Linked DNA regions of Mus musculus: region 2 is linked to region 1. Evidence: chromatin contacts called from public Hi-C data. All regions are on one chromosome and are shown on one strand. Each heading gives the region's core, a stretch centred on a gene start, on an enhancer-like site or on the middle of the called end of the contact. The rest is flanking DNA. Distances are from core to core; before and after follow the strand shown. Region 1 holds the start of Zkscan5 (zinc finger with KRAB and SCAN domains 5). Region 2 holds the start of Rfc3 (replication factor C (activator 1) 3).

Evidence for each region. Hi-C and Micro-C count contacts between places; a contact is called where the count stands out from the background.
Region 2: a contact with region 1 is called in a Hi-C map of B cells, with 5 read pairs. The contact joins the promoter of Rfc3 here to the promoter of Zkscan5 in region 1. A contact is called at or near these places in 2 of 39 promoter capture datasets (maxillary cranial neural crest and pre-B cells) and 1 of 484 Hi-C or Micro-C datasets (B cells).

The regions. Positions count from the first base shown.
Region 1 is chr5:145,201,240-145,208,303 of GRCm38.p6, forward strand. Zkscan5 (zinc finger with KRAB and SCAN domains 5) reads left to right here and starts at 3,320. Exons shown (of 6, transcript NM_016683.2): 1 at 3,320-4,469; 2 at 6,337-6,469. The coding sequence starts at 4,056. It overlaps Zkscan14 (zinc finger with KRAB and SCAN domains 14), which reads right to left and starts at 643. Exons shown (of 3, transcript NM_023322.2): 1 at 41-643. The coding sequence starts at 436.
Region 2 is chr5:151,646,595-151,653,584 of GRCm38.p6, forward strand. Rfc3 (replication factor C (activator 1) 3) reads right to left here and starts at 4,614. Exons shown (of 9, transcript NM_027009.2): 1 at 4,472-4,614; 2 at 3,278-3,415; 3 at 1,651-1,718; 4 at 845-942. The coding sequence starts at 4,558.

The sequences.
Region 1 (7,064 bases), core at 2,070-4,569:
CCATCTCTCTGGTGCCATGCAGAGTCCACTCGAGTCTCACCTGCGGAGAGGCCCGATCCAGTGCTCTTTGCAGAGTCCGCGCCAAGGCCGCAGCCTCCTCCCCACTTTCAGGGCTGTGGTCCCGCACGTAGGCCTGGAGCTCCTGGGGCAGGATGGTGAGGAATTGCTCCAGCACCAACAGCTCCATGATCTGCTCCTTGGAGAGCAGCTCGGGCCTCAGCCACCTCCGACAGAGCTCCCAAAGTCGGCTCAGCGCCTCCTCAGGGCCGGCCACTTCCTGGTAGCGCAACTGCCTGAATTGTTTTCGAGAAGTTTCGGGGTTCTGCCAATCTCCGGAACCGGAGGACTCCTGATTCCCCGGAGAGTCCTCCTCCACCTTCACCGTACAAAGCCCAGCACCGAGAGGTGGCGGGACGACCCCAGAGCCTGCAGCCATTGGAGCCTCTGGACCGTCCAGGTCGAGCTTGTTTTCTAGAAGAGCAAAGCCCAATGACTTCACGGACCTTTTCTGAAACCGAGGCGGAGTGCTACCCTCTTCCAAAAACGAGGCCCAGAAAAGGCCACTACGGACACAGCACACACGCGAACCCGGTCTTCTCAGTTCTCATTTCGGCAGGTGACAGAAAAACAAACCGAAGCGGAAGTGCGTAATTAACCCCGCCTCTGGGAAGAGGCCTCGCCTGCGTAAGGTCTTTCTAAGCGCCCTGGAGGACTAAGATGCATCTCTATGGTTCGCCTTTCTTATTTTACTAAAGGGGCCGCAGGCCACGTCATGACAGTCATGACAGATTGGATGGATGGATGGATGGATGGATGGATGGATGGATGGATGGATGGATGGATGGATGGATGGATGGATGGATGGATGGATGGATGGATTAGATAGATAGGGGGTCCTACACAGAGAAAAAAATTGTCTTGAAAAAAATAAATATAAATAAATAAATTTTAAAAAAAAGATGGATTGGTGAGATGGTTCAGCGGTTAAAGACACAGGCTGCTCTTTTAGAGGATCTAGGTTTAATTACTGGCTCCCACAACATGGTGCAGGTCAAACAGCCATAAATAAAGTAAAACTATATCTATATCTACATCTATCTATCTATATACACATGTATATTTTTCTTTTAATTACTTAAAAATTGTTTTTGACTCTTTGAGACAGGGTTTTTTTGTATAGTCCCGGCTATGGAAACTAGCTCTGGGAACTAGACTGGCCTCGAACTCACAGAGATCTGCCTGCCTCTGCCTCCCCAGTTCTGGATTTAAAACCTTGTGCCACAACAGACAGGTAAAATAAATAAATCACGTTAAACCAAAACCAAAAACACCCCAGAGAACCAGAGTTTAGTTCTGACACCACAGGAACAAGCACACTTACTCTAATCCCAAGAGATCTGACTGCCCTCTTCTGGCATCCTGTGGCCAGTAGGCACACTTGTGATGCATAGATATAATTCAGGCAAGACACTGTACACGTTAAAAAACAAAAAACTCCATCACTCAGGAGGCAGAGGCAGGAAAATCTCTCAGTTTGAGGCCAGCCTGGTCTAGAGAGAAATTCTAGGGTAGCCAGGGTTACATAGAGAAACCCTGCCTGAAAAAACAAACAAATAATTTGAAGTGCATTAGTGGCACACACCTTTAATTTCAGAACTCAGAAGGTAGAGGCAGGCGGGTCTCTGTGAGTTCTAGGGAAGCCTGGCCTACGAGAGTTCCGGGCCAGCCAGAGGCCAGAAAGAGGGCATCGGATACCCTAGAACTAGAATTACTGAAGGTTGTGAACCACAGGAGTGATTTAGAGTGAGATGGCCCGCTAGACAGTCCCGGGTACACCTCAAAATACAGTTTGCTTCAGTCGTGGATTTGAGAGATGCCCTTCCCTCCGCCCCCAGTGTTGTGACCTTAGTTCTGTAACTAGGTCTTCCACTGATGGCAGGGGTTGCAATTCCACGGTAGTCTGTTTTGGTGGGCCCCTGAAGTGTGACAACAGGTTCTCTGATACTACCAGTATTCGAAGGACTTGGAAAATGATGAAAACGCCTCAAGAGAGGGGTAGATAATTTAAAATGGGATTTACAATTTAGGGTAACAGGCTTTAAGCAAAACTTCTGTCTTCAAACTATTGTTTCTCCCCAGCCGCCTGGCTGCCATGCTCTGGGCGCATCTTTCAGCTTTTCAGCCGATACAGCAACAGGCGCTTTTTTCCCTCTGCTGCATTCGTTTTGTTTGTTTTGTTTTTCTCTTTTTTTCTTCCTTTTTCTCTCTCTTTCTTCCCTCTGCTGCATTCGTTTTGTCTCTTTCTTTCCCTTCCTTCCTTCCTTCCTTCCTTCCTTCCTTCCTTCCTTCCTCCCTTCCTTCCTTCCTTCCTTCCTTCCTTCCTTCCTTTCTTGACAGGGTTTCTCTGTGTAGCCCTGCCTGTCCTGGAACTCACTTTGTAGACCAGGCTGGCCTTGAACTCAGAAATCCACCTGCCTCTGCCTCCCAAGTGCTGGGATTAAAGGCGTGCGCCACCACCGCGCGGCTTGTTTTGTTTTTCAAAAGCTAGTCAAGTGCAGAAGCAATAGAAAAAAAATACGAACAATTAATTGATATAACTTTCGGACTAGACACCCTGATGCCCTTTAACATTAAAAAATTACCTAATGCCTGCGGGGAAGGGGCTTACATGGAGAGCTGTGGAAGTCAAAGGACAATTTTTGGATGTCTCAAGTCCAGGGATCAGCTCATGTCATCAGGCTTGGCAGTAAGAGCCTCTATCACGGAGCCAGTCAGGTCTGCCTCCCCGGCAGCATATTAATAAGCCCTGGAGACAGAGAGCCACAGCCATATTGGCTAGACTTCGCGCGCAGCTCCTTGGGAGATGTAGTCCCGAGAGCCTCAGCCACTCTAGGGCAATAAAGAATCTTTGCGTGTTTAGAAAAGTGGCCAGGATGGTGCAGACCTACTTCAATTCCAGAGTGCTGCGGTGGGTGGGTGGGTGAGGCTGTGCTCGACCAATCAGAGGAGAGAGAGGGTGGACCTATTTTGTTTGTTTGTTTTCCCCGACCGGCCCCCTAGATTCCTACCCTTGAGCTAAGCCCATGCTCTGGTTTTGGGGGTGGGAAATAGATTAGCTCTATTTTCCCCAGGCTCTTGTAGCCTCTTGCTTGAGGGTGACTGATTGGTCAGCTCCACAAGGGGGCGGGCTCAGGAGTAGCTCCTCCTTCCCGCTGTGCTGCTAGGACCTCCGGGATTCCTAGAGAGGCTGCGGAAGCGCTCTTGGGGGTGGGATTTATGGCTGAAGCTCGTACTTGGTTACTTCCGGCGATGAACTGTTGGAAAGTGTCGGACTTGCCTCTCTCTTGGCTTGTGAGAACTCCATCTTCCAAGCCTGGGCTGCGGGGAGTTTGATCTTTGGGTCCCCGGGACTTAAAGACTGGAGAGGAGCTGGTAGGACATTGTGTCCACACTGGAGTCCTGTCCCTAACCTTGACCCGGCTGGTCTCTGTCTCCAGGTCAGGAGCTATTACAAAGAATCCAGGTCCAAATTTTTTAGTATAACCGTACTTCTCATAGAACTAATGAAGTCTTTCGTTTATCTATCAAGCTCTTATGGCTTGAAAGCCAGAATGAGATATGACCATTTTAATGGGTTTCATTCCTATACTGACTTCAGTTTGGCTTATGATCGAGAGAAGAAACGACTCCGTCTGGAATAATTTTGTCCCGTTATTTATATGAGATATGGACTTTCTCATTTTTAAAACTGTTTTAAGTTGGGCCTGATGTCACTTTTTAATGGCCTTTTTTTTTTTTACGTTATTAAAATCTGGACGTAGTCGCTATTAGCTGTTTTATGGGAGAAGTGATGACTAACTTCTCTATATCTTAAAGTGAATGACTTTGTTGAGTGGTTTTTCTTTAGTCTAGATGACGTCGTTGCCACCTCTCTTAGCTAATAATAATTCCAGACATTCCAGTAAGGTTGTTCACTACAAAAAGTGCCCTTTAGAAGAGCAGAGAACAAATCGGGTTAGTGTAACGGGCTAGAGTCTAGAGACTCTTCAGTTGGAATGATAATGACAGAATCCAGGGCAGTTATACACTTAGAGCCTCCCGCTGAGACTTCGCAAGAGCAAGCAGACCTTCTCATAGTGAAAGTAGAAGAAGAGGACTGCTCCTGGATGCAGGGATACAACCGGCCAGTGCTTGAGACTTTTTACCAGCGCTTCAAGCACTTCCAGTACCATGAGGCAGCAGGACCCCGCGATGCTCTCAGCCAGCTCCGGGTTCTCTGTTGTGAGTGGCTGAGGCCGGAGCTGCACACCAAAGAGCAGATCCTGGAGCTGCTGGTGCTGGAGCAGTTCCTCACCATCCTGCCTGAAGAGTTTCAGGCCTGGGTGAGAGAGCATCACCCCGAGAGTGGGGAAGAAGCCGTGGCTGTGATAGAGAGTATCCAGAGAGAGCTGGAGGAGCGCAGACAACAGGTGCGTTGCAAGAGGAAACGGGGACAGTGAGGAAGGAGCTGCCATGCAGTCTTAGCCCTGTGGTGCTTCAGTCGTTCATATTCTGGCTTTGCTGTTGTTTTTGAGACAGCCCCACTATGTATCCTTGGGTGTTCTGGATTTCACTATGTAGACCAGAGATCTCTATGTAGACTCGAACTCACAGAGATCCACCTGTGTCTGCCCCGCCCCTCCAAATGCTAGGATGAAAGGCGTGTGCCACTGTACCCAACATGTAATGAGTTTTAAAGAATAATGTGTTTCTTCCTACTCCTGCCCTTCTTCTTTGAAAATTAAGCTCACGTTCCCTACTTGTGTTTCTTTTCTTTTTACCCTTTTATTCCATTTATGTGAGTACATCATAGCTGTCTCCAGACACACCAGAGGAGGGCATCAGATCCCATTACAGATGGTTGTGAGCCACCATGTGGTTGGTGGGAATTGAATTCAGGACCTCTGGAAGAGCAGTCAGTGCTCTTAACTGCTGAGCCATCTCTCCAGCCCCCAGGTTAACTCTTTATTTCCTGGTTTCTGGGTTTCATGCTTTTAGAATCCTTTCTTCACTGCAGTTTTTGAAAACCTTTCCTCAGTCTGTTTTAAACTCGCTTTTTGACAGACTGCTTCATTTAGAATGTGTTCTGATGTACTGCCTTTAATATGGCTTCAGCTATTTTCTCACACATAGCTATACCACTACTTCAGCAACTTAAAAAAAAAGATTTTAGATTTTTAGAATTATTTATTGTAGCTGGGCATGGTGGCGCATGCCTTTAATCCCAGCACTCGGGAGACAGAGGCAGGTGGATTTCTGAGTTCGAGGCCAGCTTGGTCTACAAAGTGAGTTCTAGGACAGCCAGGGCTATACAGAGAAACCCTGTCTCGACCCCCCCCCCAAAAAAGAATTATTTATTGTGTATGTATAAGTGTTCTGCCTGCAGGTATGTATGTGCCCGTGGAGCCTCGATAAGGGCGTTAATGTCCCTTGGAGCTAGAGTTGTAGATGGTTGTGAGCCGCCCATGTGGGTGCTAGGAATTGAACCCAGGTCCTCTGCAGGAGCAACAAATGCTCTATAAACAGCTGAGCCACTTCTTTAGTCCTATTTTATTTTATTTTATTTTAAACTATGTGTTTGCTTGTGCTGATACCCTCAGAAGCCAGAAGAAGGCATTGGGTTCCCTAAAGCTGAAGTTACAGACAGTTGTGAGCCAACTACTGTGTTTATTGAGAACCGAACTTGGATCCTCTGCAAAAGCGCTCTTAGCCACTGAGCCATCTCTCTAGCATCTTCTTCTTCTTTTAAAAAATTTGATTTATTTTATGTGTATGCAACTTTTGCCTGAATGTATGTAAGTATATATACCACATGTATGCCCGTGGCCCACTGCGGTCAGAAGAGGGTGTCAGATCTCCTGGAACTGGAGTGACATATGGTTGTGAGCTACTACGTAGGTGCTGGGAACTTAACACTGGTCCTCAGGAAGAGCAGCCAATGCTCTTAACCTCAGAGTCAACTCTCCAGCAGTTTCTTAACCTCGTTCAGGTGTTTACGGAATGATCACTTCCCTTAGCCTCTCAGGCTAAGATGGAGCGCATCCGTTCTGTCCTGTAGCTGTGGGTTTTTTTCCCATGTAACATGAAGTTCAAGACGAAGTATTTGCATGTGGGTATGTCTCATGGAAGTCTTTTCCCAGTAGGAATAAACCATACTTAAACTGCTGCTTAATTGGCTCATTGTAGACACAAGGTGAGTGTTGGACCAGGGGACAGGTGGCAGTCTAATGGACTCTAATGGATTCTTTCCCATCCCCATCTGTAATTTTGCTGATTGGTTGTAGTTGTGGTTGTTAGATTGCCACAAGTCCCGAAGTACTTCCTCAGAAGATGGTACCACCCGGAGCCACGCAGGAGTCCTTCAGTCACCAGTGTCTACCTGTGGAGGCCCAGCCCGAGCGAGAGTCACAGAATCTTCTGGAAGAAAATGGTGAGGCTCATCCGTTCAGTGCAGTCAGTAGTCAATGTGACTAGAAGATGGGGACTCTGGTCACATGGGCAAGGAGGGCCTGGAGTGTGGACTGGGGGGCTCCCCTGAGAGGACTGACTATATGCTGGACTTTCATTCTAAATCCAGAAAAGGGCCCTGGGAATATGGGTCCGTTGGCAGTGTGCTCGCCTAGAGCGCAAGCTATGAGTTCCATTGCCAGTGCCCTGTAAACCATGCTGGAGCACACCTGCGATCCCAACACAGGAGGTGGAGGCAGGAGGATCAGCAAGGTCGTCCTGGCTATGTTGCAAGTTTGAGGCTGGGCTGCTTGACACCCTGTCTCAAAAACAAAACTAAGAACGCTATAATAGGGTCAGGGCATAGCTTGGTGGTAGAGTTTACCCTTAGTTCCATTTCATTTCCAGCACCCCCTCCAAAAGCAGAAGTATGGCAAAAGCGATAATGAAGATGATGTTGCTAAGTATATGGGGCAAGGTTTTCCCTGTCTGATCTATTTAAATAGTAGTGTGTTGTGTCCGGCCAGCAGACCACAACCTGGGTTCTAGCCTGGAAAGGCATTTTGAAAACCTGGAAG
Region 2 (6,990 bases), core at 3,364-5,863, 6.4 Mb after region 1:
AGGATGTCAGTGGCAGGAACAGCAAAGGAGCAGAGATGGAAGCACAGGGCCATGGGCCTCACTGCTTTCTGAAAAGAAAACCCAGGACCTCCTAAGGACCAAACCTGAGAATCCCTCTCTGGCCTCCTACTTTCAAAGGCTACGGGAAAAATCTACTTTCTTTTAAAATTCACATTTTATAAAAAATAGTCAACAGGAAAGAAACACATTGAATTCAAAGGTCTAAGAAATACATTATTTTCAAGTAACCATGAATTTAATGGAAAAAACATGTTACTCTAACATGGGAAGCACAGTGACCAAGTTCCGACCGAGGACTCATAAAAAGCTAGGCATACACCTCAGTTCTAGTGGCACAGAGACAGGTGTGACCCTAGAACTCACTGTCCTATCAGCAGAGCTGTTCAATCACCTGCAGGTATCAGTGACAAGATAAAGAATGAGCTAGGAAGACAGGAGTGTCAACCTCCGTCCACGACATGCACTCACTCACATGTGTACTGTATGTTCTTTCTTATTTTACATGATCTGTGCTCCCGTTATCTTGCTCTGAAATGTCAAATAGATACCACAGACAGAAGACTGAACACCATGAGCAGAGACCAGGGCTTCCATTCATATGTCTTTTTTCTTTTTTTTTTTTTCTGACAGGCCTCTACATGCAGGCCTGGCTGCCCTAGAGCTCACTCTATAAAACAGGCTGGCTTGGAACTTTCAGAGATCCTCCTGTCTCTGCCTCCCGGGCACTCAGATTAAGGGTGGGTGCAACCTTGCACAGCACGCATTCATTTGTACTCCAATGTAAAAGCACTGATGGTCCCCAGCCTCACAGAAAGCCCCTCACCTTTGAAGTCTCTTTGTGAGCTGGTTTCAAGTTGTTGTGACTGGGCCACTGTCTTCAGCATCTCCTGAATTACAACTCGGTCGCTGTTCCCCGCATCACTACACGACACCAGAATGATGGTCACATGGATGTAAACACTCACCAAGTATTGCACCCTCACTCTTAATCTGTTATTACGTGAACACTATCAGGAAGTTTGCTTTCTTCTGTTTGTGTTTTGCTGAAACTAGTAATATCTAATTACAAGTAGGAACCTTGAAACTTGAGATCTTTTAGGCTCAGTAGCAAATTTAAATTGTACCACCACTAAAAACATTGTGTCCTTACAGCAGTTTGTTCTTACTTTGACAGCAAAACTACAAGTTTAACAAGTATCTTGATAATGCCTTGATAGTAACAAGTACTTGAAACTGCACAACACAGTTTTCCTTTGCTAGCTACAGCTGGACCACAACATCTGGATGCTGGTGAGCACTTTCCAGTCACTATGGAGCAAACACACTTACTTTTATAATGTGATCCATTCCTAAGCTTTTCCTTGATGAATCCTCTCAGGGTTACACAGGGACTGCCACCAAATCCACATACACAAGAGCTCAAGACTCCTCCTTCCACTCCCTCCACTGCACTCATTCCTTTACATAGACACTCACCTCGGTGACATGGACCATGGTACCCACTGACCTAAGGGACCTCTGACAACAGTATTTTAGAAAAACTCTAAGCTGGAGGACAATGACTATATATATATTTTTTTTTTTCTAAATCTCTAATTACTTTCCTAAGAATATTCAGGAGCAGTTTACCTGGGATTAACTTCAAGGTGGTAGTTGCTTGCAATGGTGCTGATTTCAATTTTTTTTTTAGACGGGGTCTGTGAATGAAACAAGAATCGGTTCAACATTTACTTATTGGCTGTCTTCTTTTTATTTCGTGAATCACCAAATCACTACTGCCAACTATCTACAGTCTTCCATGTTAACACAGAAATAAAAGAAAAATATATTCATAGACTCATTGTTTCATGCAAAATTAATGTATAAAGAAAGAAATTTTCATACACACCTATTTTGCTTTTCTCACTGAATAATGTGTCTTTGCGATCTCTTTCAAGACAACTGGTGTGATGTCATGACAGTGTTATCAACTCATAACATGCATGTTCTACAACTAATTATCCTTATAGATTTTCACTTTGTTGGCACTGTGCATGTCTGTGCCACCTATCCAAGGACCCATCAGCTGAACAAGAAATTAACATGTCTGTAAGGAAACTCTTCCTTCATACACTTGCACCTGTGTATGAACTGTTCTGCCTCACCATGGGCCTCAAACACAAATCAACCGTCCACAGACTCGACTCGCTAAATCCTCTGAAAGTAGTACAAAGCTAAGACTCATGTTGGTGATTTGCCATAAAACTTGCTATTTCTATTTCTTAAAATTAATTCATCCCAATAGTCTCTCTCTCCCGTCGTCCCTTCAAATAAACCTACCTTGCCTTAATCTAGTTTATATTAAACAATTTAGGGATGAACTAATACACCCGTTTCACTTCTCTTCTTCATAACCTTATCTCATTTCAGAAATGTGTCCTCCATATGGGATTTAGGGTGGCATCATACACTTTTTCAACATTAGTATTCTGACTGAAATTTATACCGTAACTTGGGACAGAGACTTCTAAATATTAAGCCTCCCGTGTGAGAACATACTTTATATTTCTATTTATTCAGTTCTTTTGTCTTGTAGAATATTGTTTCTTCTGAGTTAATTCAACATCACCCTCCTGAAGATTTTATTAACAGCATGACCATCCCCACTAAGCATTTTTTCCCTCTGAACACAAAATATCATTACGACACTGTTATTAGATGCCATGAAGGCCTTGAAATTGACATGGCATATTCTCTCATCCCACTGAGGTAAAAGGTAAAAAACCATAACCAAGGCAAGCTACACACTATCATGTGTAAGGAACTGCCAGTTCTGCTGGGCTGAGGACACTTGAGAGAAGGGCATTTCAGGGACTGGGGAAATGGCTGAGTGAAATACACTTGTGGTGTGGACACATGCAAGTTTGATGACTCCGTATAAAAGCTGTAGCGCTGGTCCAATTGCAACTGTCTGTAATACCAGGGACCTCAGAGAGGTGGGCGGCAGAGACAGGAGAATCCCCAGAAGCTCCCAGGTCCGCCTGCCAGCTGGGCTTGGCAGAGTGGAAGGAAATCTCTGTCTTAAATACAATGGGAAAGAGGACTGGCAGCTAACAGTAACTCTACTCATGCCACCTTCACCCACACAAGCACACAGACACACAACTTCCTAAGTCACACACTAGTCACTGGCTAGTGGTGGGGAGAGATATACACATGACCAGGATTAAAAGTCCCCTCCAGAAACATCTGCTAAGCTTCAACCCAAGATGCTTACTGTGATAGTCTGATGCTCAATTCTCAGTTTTTCCACCCCGATACCATAAAGTTCACGTAGAATACACATAATTCTTGTCTTTTTTCCAGCACCTGATGGTCCATATACTAAGAGGTGAGGAAAGTCTCCACACTGCACCTAAGGAAAAAAAGAACAAGACATTATATCTTAGTTAAACTGGGTGAACTAAGTTAAACAAACCACTTTTAAAGTTCCAAGATATTCTGTTTACCATCCAGCTCCAACAGAAAATGTACCAAACTCTGGACACTAATTTAATCTAATTTACATGCACTAAATGCTTAAAAGTAGGCACTCCCTAAGTAAGCTATCTGAAGGGCCCGTTTGAAACTAAGGGATGACAGAAGGCGAACCCAATCTCTGTAACTAAGACAGATGCTTGTCTGGCCCGGGCTCCCCATAATGGTCCTCTTGCTCAGAAGCAGGTGCGCTGATTTCCTTGTAAGTTCACTTGGAAGAGACAGAAGAACTTCACACTAGATCAAGGTTGATCAATGCTATGGAAAAGACAGCAGTAACAGAGTGCCATCAAACGAAAGAGTACTATTAACATGGGGTCTTGATCTTGCCACCGGGAAACTGAACATTAAAGCTTTTGCAAGGAAAACCGGCACGTGTATTAACGAAGCATAATATTCTATTTCAAATTAGTGCATGCATCACGAACCAAAACCAAAACCAAACCTAAAACATATCTTCCACTTCACCCTCGAGTCTTCCAAAAGCTCTCATATGAACGATCGCGGCACTCGTTAAAATAATCTCTCCTTTTCAGAAAAGCCTTAGCTGTGATTCCGCAGTAACTAAGAACAGGGTCCGGGGCACAGTCACCTCTATCAGCTTCCCACCTAAGCTCTCTGTAGCGGGAGAGCCCATCAGGCATTTGCAGTAACACCGAGGCCCGGGCACACCCCCATCCCCGCCCCCTACCGCCGCTGCTTGCTCCTGATTCTCCACTACACTGGCCTTCTTCTGGTCCCCACACCAAGCCATTGAGGTTCCCGGCAGCAAACACACCGCACTTTGAGGAACGCGTCACTCTGACCCCCTCGCTAGCACCGGGGCGCCCGCCTCCTCCCTCCCTCCCTCCCTTCCCTTCCCTTCCCTTCCCTTCCCTTCCCTTCCCTTCCCTTCCCCGGGCTGTGCAGGAAGCTGCTGAGCAGGGCGGCTCACCAGGTTGCGCAGCTGTGCTGCCTGTTCCTTATGATAGTCCAGCCGGGCAAGGGAGCTCGGCCGGTACTTGTCCACCCAGAGGCTCATGACCGCTCCACAGTCGCACCAGCGGACCCGCCGCTTAGACAGTAGAGTTTTCCCGCGAGCGCGAAAGCGTGCGACGTCACTTCCGGCACCCGGCGACTTCCGGATAGGGAGACTGGGCAATCTCAACCGGGAGTGGAGCAGTCGCTGCAGTTCCCACTTCCACCACTGCACCAACAGTCGCTGGATTTACCGGGCAGTGGCTGCCTCTTTGTTCTCACCCTGTAACATTTTAGAAAACATTCGAAGGAATTAAAGATGTATCTCTGACATTCAGGTTCGTCCAATCTGAGTTCTTAGGGAAGGAAATTCCCTCCATTTCATTCTTTCATTTATTCACTGATTCACAACTTCATTCTAATTAGTGCTACATAATCTGTTATCTTTATTAGTAGAACTGCTTTTCTTTAAAATAATAAACAAACTCCAATATTCAATGAGCATTTGCCTACATGCCTCTGTGAACTATATGTTCTGAACTAGGAAAGTAAAGGAAATAGAAAGTAAAGGAAATCAGAAGCGAAAGTACCCAGAAGCATGACAGACAACGTCCAAAGACAGGTAGTTCATGGTGGATCCTAGGGTATATTCTTTTAATCTAAAAGATTGAAAGAATGTGAAGAGAACATAGAAAAAAAAAAAACCTAGGTTTACTTGTTTTCACAAATACAACACACAGATGCCCCCAATAACATTTAGATCCCCAATAACATTTCGGTGTGTGTCCCAGGCAATATTTGCAATGAAATTAATTTTTATCTGAAATTAGATTTTAATTGGTTGCCCTGTATTTTTTAACTTATAACCATACTTGGAATTCTTCAACTTGTGAGACCTGAGGAAGTGGCTGGGAAGGAAGGATAGAGTCCTCAAATCATAGCCAGAGGGCCAAGGCCAGAGACACAGCTCTGATCTGCTCCCTGCAGTAGCTTCAGAAGTTTCTTTCAGACACCTGAAAGCTTGTTGCTATGGTTAATCTTGGTCATCAGCTTGATGAGATTTGGAATCACTATAGAAACTACTATATAGGTATGTTCCTAGGGGCAATGGAGTAGTGCTGCCTCTGGATTCCAGAGTTTGTAAGCAGAGCAAGGCCTCTCACTACACACCAGCACGAAGCAGGGCACTGAGCCCTTAATCTGGACTGAGGTTGAACAAAAGGTATTTGAAGCTTTAGAAACAGCTCTAGCATTGACTCCAGCCCTAAAACTTCCAGATGTCTCAAAACTTTTTCATCTGTTTGTCCATAAAACAAGACAGAAGGGCTTTTAATCCAAATTTTGGGACCATGGAAACACCCTGTGATGTACCTGTCCAAAGGATTGGACCCTGTAGCCACAAAATGGTCCATCTGTCTAAGCTGTGATAGCTACTGCTAGATTATGTAAGCTAGCTCACAAGCTAAATCTGGGTCTAAATCTTGTACTAACAGCACTCCATTACAAGACTGAGGCCCTCCTCTGAGGAGCACCACGCAGTTTTAATATGCTTGGCCCAGGGAAGGAGTAGCACTATTAGGGGGTGTGGCCTTGTTGGAAGATGTGTATCACTGTGGGGGTGGGCTTTGAGACTCTCCTCCTACCTACCAGGAAGCCAGTCTTCTGCTTGTCTTCAGAACAAGATATAGCACACCCAGCTCTTCCAGCCCCATGCCTGCCTGGACATTGCCATGCTTCCTGCCATGATGATAATGGAATGAACCTCTGAACCTGTAAGCCAGCCCTAATTAACAGTTATCCTTTAAAAGAGTTGCCTTGGTCTTGGTGTCTTTTCACAGTAATGGCAGCCCTAAGACACACCAGGATCTTGGCTGTCTAATGTTTGTGTAAGCCAGTACCAGGCCTTACCATACTTGAGTGCAAAGTGAGAAACTCATAGTTATCAAATCTGATCACCTCTTGCCTAATGACCACCTGCATTGCAGGTACTCTTCCATGAAAGATGAAACTAGATGCAAAGGAGCTGCAACAATTACTTTAACTGAAAATATTTGGGCCCAAGTCAGATATCTCATTCCAAAAAGGAGAACTGATTGGTCTGACCCAGGCTCTCAGATGGGAAAAAGGAAAGTCAACCACTGTATATACAGACAACTACTATGCTTTTAATTCTGTACATCTTCATAGTGTGACTGAAAGAGGGCTTCTCACTGCTGTGGAAAGGAAATTAAATAATCTTGGCCGTTCTAGAGACTATTAGGCTTCCCCTACAATTTACTGTCATCTACTGTTGGGCTGCTGGCCTAGCTGGCTGACAAGTGGCCTGAAGACCAGTGAGCCTTATTCATATTCTTATGATATACCATGACCTGGTGCTTTCCAGAGACTTCATGGTAATGAAGAAAAGAACAGCTCAAACTCACTGGCTGATAAAGGACATCAAAGGGAAAGATCATCCCCCACACCCTCACCCCCTGAAAACAATGGTCAGGACTC